Linked DNA regions of Sus scrofa: region 1 is linked to region 2. A link is a contact called in public Hi-C data. All regions are on one chromosome and are shown on one strand. Each heading gives the region's core, a stretch centred on a gene start, on an enhancer-like site or on the middle of the called end of the contact. The rest is flanking DNA. Distances are from core to core; before and after follow the strand shown. Region 1 overlaps LOC102166195 (a long non-coding RNA gene). Region 2 holds the start of BET1L (BET1-like protein).

Evidence for each region. A called contact is a pair of places that touch in the nucleus more often than the background predicts.
Region 1: a contact with region 2 is called in a Hi-C map of liver, with 2.9 times the contacts expected there. The contact joins the enhancer-like site here to the promoter of BET1L in region 2. A contact is called at or near these places in 1 of 5 promoter capture datasets (liver), 11 of 47 Hi-C or Micro-C datasets (alveolar macrophages, embryonic fibroblasts, fetal heart ventricle and 7 more) and 2 of 2 datasets of contacts at active chromatin or transcription factors (alveolar macrophages and skeletal muscle).

The regions. Positions count from the first base shown.
Region 1 is chr2:176,848-181,749 of Sscrofa11.1, forward strand. It overlaps LOC102166195 (a long non-coding RNA gene), which reads right to left. Exons shown (of 4, transcript XR_002341370.1): 2 at 2,598-2,809. LOC110259204 (a long non-coding RNA gene) reads left to right here. Exons shown (of 4, transcript XR_002341372.1): 4 at 1-2,239. Among named protein-coding and RNA genes, the nearest start is that of B4GALNT4, 14 kb to the right of the region's middle. Within about 2 kb of position 2,599, at least 54 of the 83 cell types and tissues checked have an H3K27ac peak or open chromatin away from gene starts, as enhancers often do. A contact at or near this core is called in liver, mesenteric adipose tissue, retroperitoneal adipose tissue and 2 more, where this site is marked.
Region 2 is chr2:28,569-33,338 of Sscrofa11.1, forward strand. It overlaps BET1L (BET1-like protein), which reads right to left and starts at 3,392. Exons shown (of 3, transcript XM_021082526.1): 1 at 1,934-3,392; 2 at 698-789; 3 at 1-278. The coding sequence starts at 1,952. The coding sequence ends at 111. It overlaps RIC8A (synembryn-A), which reads left to right and starts at 3,567. Exons shown (of 10, transcript XM_003124225.4): 1 at 3,567-3,809; 2 at 4,085-4,132; 3 at 4,219-4,770. The coding sequence starts at 3,726.

The DNA of each region.
Region 1 (4,902 bases), core at 1,349-3,848, 150 kb after region 2:
GCCTCAGCTGTGAGCCTGCAGCTCTGGTGATGGGAAAATCCTCTTCGGGGAGTTCCCTGGTGGCCAAATGGCTGGGATGCAGGGCTATCGCCACCGCAGCCCAGGTTCAACCCCTTGTCTGGAACTGAGATCCCACATCCAGCCACTGACGATGTGGCCAAAAAAAGAGAATCATATTCATCCTTGCACCCTTTTAAAGGAGCGCGACCCTGTGTGTGTTGATTTAACCCTAGAGGGCTGAAAACTCCGGCAGGGAGAGGAAGGCAGGGACCCAAAGTGCTCAGGGGACCCCTAGCCCCTGCTGCCTCTCCCTCCAACTCCAGGGCCACGGATAGAAGACCCTGAGAAGGATTTTGTCCTTAAACGGAAGGGGAGCAGGATTTGCCGGCTTTGGCAGAAGGCTTATTTTGAGCTAAAGGCATCAACATCGGGCAGCTTCAGGCAAAGTGCTTTACCTGCCCTGTGGCCACTGTGTGACGTACCAGGAGGCTGGATGGGGAAGCGGTGTAGACTTACTGCAAACAGAGAAGCCTTTCTTTCACATCCTTTTGTGCCCCCAGGCCCCACCCCTCTCCTTAGCTCAGGAAGTTAGAAAAGCCACAATTACCGGCTGCCCTTTGGGTCTCATGGGTGTTTTTCTTTTGGTTTGGTTTTTGGCCCATGGCACAAGGCAGTGCCAATTCCAGTCTCATGGTCGCATGTCTTTAGGGGGCTCCGATACACGCAAAATTTGTTTTTCTTCTGCTACCTTGTTTTATATCAATTTAATTATTACACAAGCCAAAAACCCTAGAAGGGAAGAAGGGGAAAGCCTTCCCACCCCAACACACACACAGCAAAACCGACTGTTTTTTCATTGTTGAAGCGTTCCCAGACCGTGAGCCCAAACCCTGCAAACCCAGGCTGGCTCATGTGTAGGGAGTCCATCCCACCTCCCAGCTGCCTCCCCGCCCATAAATCATCAGAAACAGCAGCAACAGGACAAAGCTCTGACTTTCCCAACATTTGCCACTGTTCTCTTTCCTAGTACTTGAACTTTTTTTGGATTTGAACTTGAGAACTTTAGTTCAGTTCCTTTGAGGCTTAGATTACTGTAGGAAGAATCAATGCCTGTACCGTAATTTCTCCTAGGATAGGGTTTATATTCAAATTTGGGCTATCACAGCATCACAGCCTCTTGGCGCTGGAAAGTGTAGTTTCCGCTGCACTGGATGACGCAGTTGAGGGTAAGGTGGGGTGGAAAGCAGGATGAGATGGGAACCGGGGCCCCAGTTCGTCTGAAGAACAGTCTGTTCTTGTCCATGTCAAGATGTTAAGGGGGCGAAGACCCCCAGCCCCCCGCAGAGGGTCCCCACAGGGCTGCCACCTGGAGGGAGGCAGGGCCCAGCCTGGTGGACGCTGCTTCTCAGCGGGGCAGCCTGGTGGGACCTTGGCATCAGGCCACACTGGTTAAGGAAGCAAAGGCCGGGGCCTGGGGGCTGGGCCCTGCTTATCTCTTTGGAGGTTGGGAGGGGTCTTCTGGGAGGAGCTGAAAGGCAGGAGATTTCACCCACGTGCAGGCTGACAAGTGAACCTAAAACGGTTTTAGAGGACAGAGCCCCTGGTCAGGGGGAAACAACACCCCACTGCCCACAACACATCCTCGGGTGTTCCCACAGGGGCCTGCAGACCCGAGCAGAGGAATCGAAGGCTTCTGCGCCCACATCACCTTTGCCCCAAGGGCCACCTCCTACCGCCTGCAGCCCCTCTCCTCCTCCTCCTCCTCCTCCTCACCAGATGGCCCGTGGTCTAGGGAGACAGGGCACCCAGACCGCTGCCAGCAGGCTCACCGGCTCTGAGGTTCAGGCAGGCTCCAGGGAGCTGCCTTCGCAGCCGGAGGTTGGAGGGGCTCCCCAAGGCTCAGATCTGAGGGGAAATGTTGGGGCCCCACCCGTGGCCCCTTTTCTAAGCTGGGCTCCCCGTCACAAGTTCAGCAAAGGAGATGCCCCAGTCCCCGCCGCCCCCCCTCTTCCTCTGCTGGTCTCAGAGGGGAGCACGCCCACAAACCCACCCTCGCGTCTCCTGTACTTTCACCTCTTCTCACAAACAAAGCTCTGCTGCCCTCAGGGCCCGACAGACCTTTGCGCCCGCGCCCCTCCCACTTCCCGGCCTCCCGGCCTCCGGGCCTCCCCGCTCCCCCGCCTCCCGCGAGCCGGCGCCGTCACTTCGGGGAATCGGCGGGGGTGGAAGCGGCAGCCACGCCCCCGCCCTGGGTTCCCGCGCCCCCGCCCTGGGTTCCCGCGCCCCCGCCCGGTCGTGTGCTCTCCGCCCCCACCCGGGTCCCTGAGTTCCCCATCCCCACGCCCCCGATCCCCGTCCTCAGTCCCCGCGCCCCCCACCCTGGTCCCTGTGCTCCCCGTCCCTGCGCTCCCCGTCGCCGCGCGTCCTCCAGCCCCCCACCCCGGTGCCTGTGCTCCCGGTCCCCGCGTTCCCCCAGCCCCCCCCCCAGGTCCCTGCACTCCCAGCCCCAGGAATTTGCCGCCCCCTCACAGGACACCACCTGAGCCGCTTGGATGACTCAGGCCCCCCTCAGCAGCTCGCCAGATGCAAACCCTTACCTCCCGAAAGGCTCCGACCCCCGCCCCACCGCCTCCTGGAGACAGGAGCCGGGGCGCCTCCGCAGTCCTCGCCGATCACGCGTGGGCCTGCGACGCCACCTGGTGGCCTCCAGGACAAAACGCGGCTGCAGGGACAGGGAAGGGTTGCTGGACCCAAGTAGGGGTTCTTGTCTTAGCCTGGGGCTGTTGACCCAGCGCTGATGGAGAGGGACCTGCAGAGATGTGGAAGGAATGGTGGCTGGACAAGCCCTGCTGCTGTGGGGTCAGGACCAGCGTCTGCAGGAAGAGACTGCCCAGCTCCTCCAGGGAGTCCCCCAGCTGGGCAGGACACCCTGCCCTCACAAGGAGTTCGGGACATGCTGGGAGGAAGGACCAGCCCTGCCCTCAAGGAGCTTAAAGCGCAGTAGGGAAAAGACAAAAATACAAACAAATAAGCAAGCAGGAAACATCAACCACACCGCAATTTTTAAAGTTTAAAACAAGAAAGGAGGATATGGAGTTGCTACCACGGCTCACAAGTTAAGGATCCGGCATCGCCACGAGCTGCGGCATGGTCACAGATCCCACTGGGATCGCACTGCTGTGGCTGTGGGGCAGGCCCCCAGCTGCAGCTCCGATTCCACCCCTAGCCCGGGACCCTCCACATGCTGCAGGTGCGGCCCTAAAAAGAGCAACAAATAAGTAGTAGGAGGTTACGTTCGGGATTTGGTAAGCGCCAGGAGGAACACGAAGCCCTGCGACTCACACCTTGTGATGACATGGGAGGAAGTGAGGGATCTCTAAGAAAGTGCGGCTAGTGAGAGCCAGGGATGAAAGCCTCTAAGGGAGGAGCTGCGGGGAACATTCTGGCTAGAGGAGACAGCCATACAAAGGCCCTGGGGCACAGAAAGGCAGTGTATCCCTCCAGAAAAGGGAATCCAGAGAGGAAGTGGTCAGAGGCCAGATCTGGGTGGGGGCGGGGACTCAGAGCAGCCACAGGGCAGTGGCAAGGCCTGCATGATGCTGGTCGGGTCCTGGATGAGTGGTGCATGCAGGGGCTGAGCTGCCCATGACCCAGGCAGAACTGCAGCCTCACAGAGGATGCCAGGAATAAGCCTCTCTCCACTCAACAGGTGCCGATGGGAGACAGCGAGAAGTGGGGTCATGGCATACGGCCTCACACGGCAGCACCAGATCCTGCCCCGTGTCCCAGGGGTGGTGTGATGGGCGGCATGCAGTGGGTCATGTCACCGCTGAGGGACCCAGGGCTGTGGGGCAAGCAGAAAATCCACCAAGTCCCTGCTCCAGGAGGAGGCAGTCAGTGGTGGTCCTTCTGGGTCCCCTTGACTTGGCTGGGGGTGTCAGCGATGGCTACAGAAACTACTCAGCCTCAGACAGTGGACCCCACAATCTGGCCATTCAGCAAGGACACATGGGACGCATGGGGCCTGCAGCCACCAGCCTCCCTCAACAATCCTACCCTCAGCCAAACTCAAATTGGCACAGGTCAGAGGTGCTGGCGGGCTGGGCCACCTGCTCACTGTGTCCCATGCATGTCCCATTTGTCCACCCGCAGGGTAAGGTGACCCACAGAACTGGCCTCCGCCTTGCTCCCAGGATGCTGGCTCAGGTCTTCAGGAGTCCCAGAGTGGTGCAGGCCACATCTCAGATGACCCTTAGCTTCTTTTCTGAGGGCCTGCCGGTGGCATCAACCCAAACACAGCAGGAGGCGATCCTCCCCCCTCAGCCAACACAAGCCCAAGCCATCTGCTGTCCATCGGGACCCACACAGGTGCCGACCTTGGGCAGGGCTGTCTCACCCACCTGGTAGATGGGGTTCGAACTATTGTCCCTGGGCATGGAGAGAGGAGACAGGAGACAGGACACAACCTGGGGGTCTGATGAGAGGACATAGCTGGAGATAGAGGTTAGGAAGCAATAGAGTTGACGATGGCTAGAAGGCAGCCCCATTCCCCATGGAAAAGCATCTGAGGCCCCCCCTCCCCACGTCTGAACAGGAAACCCGGGTTGAATTTGGTCTGGATCACTGGCACATGGGTTTGCTTAAGCCATGGGAGCAATATCACCAAGCATCTGCAGCCTGAGTTGCTGCACCCAGCCTAACCCAAGACTGCAGTTTCCACAGACATTAAGGGTCATGACGGGACACTGTGAACCCTGTGCCCACAGATGTGACAACTTTGATGGCATGGACAAATTCCTTGAAAGACACAGACTATGAAAACTCACACAAATAGCTCTATTTCTAGTAAAAACTGAATCAGTAATTAATACTCTTCCAAACAAGAAAGCCTCAGGCCCAGAT
Region 2 (4,770 bases), core at 2,142-4,641:
CTCATCACTTCGAAGGGGTATTTTGTAGGTAGATCTTCTGGAGCCCAGGACACAAGGCAGAGGAAGACCCTGGTTGTCCCAGGTACCTACAGAAACCAGTTCCCACTGGCTCACGTCCTTGCCCTTGACAGGAGGTAGGAGAGGATGAAGAAGACCACGATCAGGCCCATGGCCACACCACAGAGAAGCTTCCGGTTGTCTCGCCCAGATCTCGCCATTGTGGAAAAGCGCTTCACACTCCCCGTGAGGAGGCCCGTCACACTCGTGAAATCCGAGTCCTAAGGGAGGAATCCTAGCATTGTCACACGGGGCAGCAACTCCACAGCACACACACGCGGGGGGGGGGGGGGGGGTGCCTGCAGGGCAGGTAACGTGGGGCCGAGAACACCGCAGACCCTTACCATGCCGTCCAGGTACCGGTTCTGGTCCTCCACATCCCTATCAATGTCCAAGGCCAGCTGCTCAGGACACAGAGGGGACAGGGTCAGGCCAGGACAAAAATAACGGACTGTTCCTAACCCCCCACGGCATCAGCAGAGGTCAGGAGATCCAAATGTCACCTGGGCCAGCACAGGTGAGTGCTGCCATGTACGGGACAAAGAGAGAACTATCTGGACCCCTTCCAGGCCTCCACCCTCCCTCTGACGCCCTCCTCCAGAAGGCCAGATGGAGGTGAAAGGAGAGGACCACCACTGACCGACTTGAGCCTGGTGACCTTGGAGGCCAAGGTGTCCGCCATCCGCTTGTTCTCCCGGTCTAGAATCTCCTCCACAGCGCCGGGGCTCTGAGCTGTGAGAAGAGACAGAGAGGGGGTGAGAGTGTGCACCCACCCACGCGCACCCTCTTGACCTCTGCCCTCAGGGCTCTCACTCCAATTCCATCTAGTCCAGGGGGACTGGGCTTTCCTGTGTCTGCTGAACAGGTCCTGCCCTAACCCAGGGTCCAAAGCGTGAACTTCACACACGAGACAGCCGCGTGAAGGACAGCGTGCGAGAGCACTTGTTCTGTGTAGGCATCCAAGCCCGGATGGGTGGGCAGCACCTTCTGATACTCTGTGACAAAACCTGTACCATCCCCTCTGGATGGACTGGTATGTCAGCCCAGATGTCACCAGCGACGTAGAGGGGACCTGTTCTCAGAGAAAACCAGTAAACTCTGGCAAGGACTTAGGAAAAAGTCATGAACAGAAGGGGAGGTCGATCTCACGAGCAGGGCATAGATCTGCTCAGCTCTGCATCCTACACAGAGCCTTACACAACACCCAGAGCAGTGGTTGCTGAGACCTGGCCCAGGACAGGGGCTGGGACTTATGACTTGACTTGGTATAACCATCCTATCAAGTAGATGAGAACTGCCTCCCCAAGTTCACAGGCCAGATTTGCCGTGGGCCAGATGTCTCAGGGAGGCTCATCTAATAGGATCACAACCCTAGAAATCATGGATGTGTAAAGATGCCACGAGATGTTAGCATCCTACCAACCGCTTTCATCCATTAAATCTGTAAATGCCGCAAGCCCAGCGGAAACAAGCATCAGCATCCCACTTCGCAGATAAGAACAGGGGTTCCCAGAGGGCAAGTGGGCCACTCCCAGCCCCAGTCGGTACGAGGCCTTCTTGGGCCATCACGCGCAGCCCTCACTCCTTGGGGCTGGCCTCCGGAACAGTCGACCAGCCCGTCTGGCTGAGGTCCCGTGCAGAACAGTCTCACGAGGGCGGAAGGGGTGGGGACAGCGGACATCCGGACCCCGCAGCTTCACCGAGAAGCCGGGCAAGACCGCCCGAGGGCCCCACCCACGCCGCCCTGGCTCCGCCTGTTCTCAGTGTCTGCCGGCCAAAGCCACCCAGAGAGGCGGGGGCGGGCGAAAGCGACTCCTGCAGGCAGCGGCATCGGTTCCAGCACCGCCGCCACCTGCCTCCGCTCCCCAATGCTCACCCCGAGCCCAGTCCGCCATCGCGCCCAGCACGGACCCGCAGAGCTACAGCCTCCCGGGATGTGGCGCAGCCGTCGGGGAGGGACTTCCCGTCCCGCCCCTTCCGCCCGGGGCCCTCCAACTTCCGGCCGAGCGGGCGAGCGGGCTGGACGGAGAAGAACTGACGTTTCCTCCACCGCCTGCCTTGTGAACAGGGCCGCTGGTTCGCTCCTGGGACTGCTGGAAGGTTATCGTTTTTAATAGCATCATGGTGCCGACAGACAATTCCGCGGCCATTCCTGCCGAAGGCGGTGTCAAATCCTAACTGGAAAGAGCTCACGGCCCTTTCTCAGGCGAGAGAGGCTCCTCGCGGCGACACGGCCCGGGGTCCGAGGCCCGCCCGGCTGCGGTGCGGTTAAGGCGAGGACTCGGTGTGAAGCACGCTCCAGATGCTGCCGGCGGGATAAAGAGGGGATCAGTGCCTGGAACAAGCGAGCGCTGCAAAAATCTCAGGGATGAAGCACTTGAAGGAAAACGGGAAATCAGGAAGAAGAGTGGGAGCGTGAGGGGAGTTAGGGGCAGGAGGAGCCGGTGCTGCGACCTTGCACCCGGGCACTGACAAGGGGTCTGGCACAAAATAGATGCTCAACAAAGGCTTGTTGCGCAGTGGGTGGAGTATATGTTATTCACCCACTGTAATGGAGCATTCACTCTGTGTCGTTTAGTGCTGACAACCCACCGAAATGGGACCTTTTATCATCTCTGCTTTTCAAAAGAGGGAACTGGGTCCAGGCCAGAAGATGTGTCTGCTTACACAGCCAGGAAGTCCCTGCACATGATCAGGCTTTGCCTTCATCCTGACCTGGACCTTCCCTCCCCACTCTCCCCTGTCTCTCAGCCCCAACAATGATCTCTTTCTCCTACAACGGCCATTCCCACCTTTACTCTGCCGGCTCCTTCGGCCTTGAATGAACTTCCCCCACATCCCTTCCTGGCTCACTTCTTCCTCTGGTCTCAGCAAAAGCGACACTTATTCAAATCCCCTTGGAGCCCATCAGGCCCCTTTTTCAATCACAGCACTATGACTGCTTAAAGTCTTCCCGTTTTCCCGTTTTTGTTTTCACCTCTGCAATATAAGCTCCACGAAGGCAAGGACCTGTGGGTTCTGTTCACCCACATCCTGGTTCCTTGCATGCTGTAGGCCCTCAAACGCCTGCTTAATAAACAAAGTGGTCCCGGGGCTGCAAAGTCCTTTCCACTTCGTCTTTCCTCGGAACATCTCATTCGTTCTGTACATCAAGAGGGGTGTAGTGTGCGTGTAATAGCGGGGTGAGAAGCTAAGGCCCTCTCCCGTAGGGAATTCACTGCTCGGAGCCGGAGCGATTCAGGCCCGTGGTCGGATAACCACTGAGTCGGACACTGAAAGGCAACGTGACTAGACATCAAAGCCTTTAAATTCCCGAGGGCTCTTCTAGGCCTCTCCACTTTAAGGCGCGCGCAGCCCGGGCCCCCGCCCCGCGCGGCGCCGCGCGCAGCCCGGGCCCCCGCCCCGCGCGGCGCCGCGCGCAGCCCGGGCCCCCGCCCCGCGCGGCGCCGCGCGCAGCCCGGGCCCCCGCCCCGCGCGGCGCCGCGCGCAGCCCGGGCCCCCGCCCCGCGCGGCGCCGCGCGCAGCCCGGGCCCCCGCCCGCGCGGCGCCGCGCACGCCCCTTCCCGGCCTCCCCCGCGCGCCGAGCTAGGGCCGGGCGGGCCGTCTGGGGCCCAGAGCCTTGGAGCGAGGTACCTTCCGCTTCCTCGGGCCGGGGTCCCGGGAGCGCCATGGAGCCTCGGGCGGTAGTGGATGCTATAGAGACGGGGGAGGAGGACGTGGTTATGGAGGCTCTGCGCGCCTACAACCGGGAGGTGAGCGGGAGCTATGGACGTGGGACGCGCAGGGAGGAGGTGGGGCTGGGTGGGTCCCGCGCGCGTGGCCGGCGGGGAGGGTGTGAGTGGTGAGCGTGGCGGAAGGCTGAGGGTGTTGGCGAGCACGGCGGGGAGGGGCACCGAGTCTTTGAAGAGTTGCTGGGGGTGCCGTGGGGAAAGGGAGCCCTGTCTATTGAGAGCGGTGTCTGCGGCCTTGGAGCTCGGATTCTGCTTCGGTGGACCTGTGCCTCCTAATCTTCTGGGTCTGTTTGCAGAACTCCCAGAGCTTCACGTTTGACGATGCCCAACAGGAGGACAGGAAGGTGGGTGCTTATCAAGGGTAAAGGGGCAGGGACGGGTGGCCCAGGTAGAGGAGCCTGATGGAACCGCTCTATTCCCCTGCCCACAGAGACTGGCGGAGCTGCTGGTCTCAGTCCTGGAGCAGGGCTTGTCACCTTCCCGCCGAGTCATCTGGCTGCAGAGCATCCGCATCCTGTCGAGGGACCGCAGCTGCCTGGACTCGTTCACCAGCCGCCAGAGCCTGCAAGCGCTTGCCTGCTATGCTGGCATCTCTGCTTCGAAGGGGTCGTGTCCTGAGACTCTGGACATGGATGTTGTGCTCGAGTCCCTTAAGTGCCTGTGCAACCTCGTGCTGAGCAGCTCCGTGGCACAGGTGCTCGCCGCAGAGGCGGGGCTAGTGGTGAGGCTCGCAGAGCGAGTGAGACTGTACCGCCAGAGCAGCTTCCCGCATGACGTCCAGTTCTTTGACTTGCGCCTCCTCTTCTTGCTAACGGCGCTTCGCACTGATGTGCGCAGGCAGCTGTTTGAGGAGCTGCAGGGAGTGCACCTGCTGACCGAGGCACTGGAGCTGACGCTGGGAATGACCCCTGGAGAGGGACCCCCGGAACTCCTTCCTTCCCAGGAGACCGAACGGGCCATGGAGATCCTCAAAGTGCTTTTC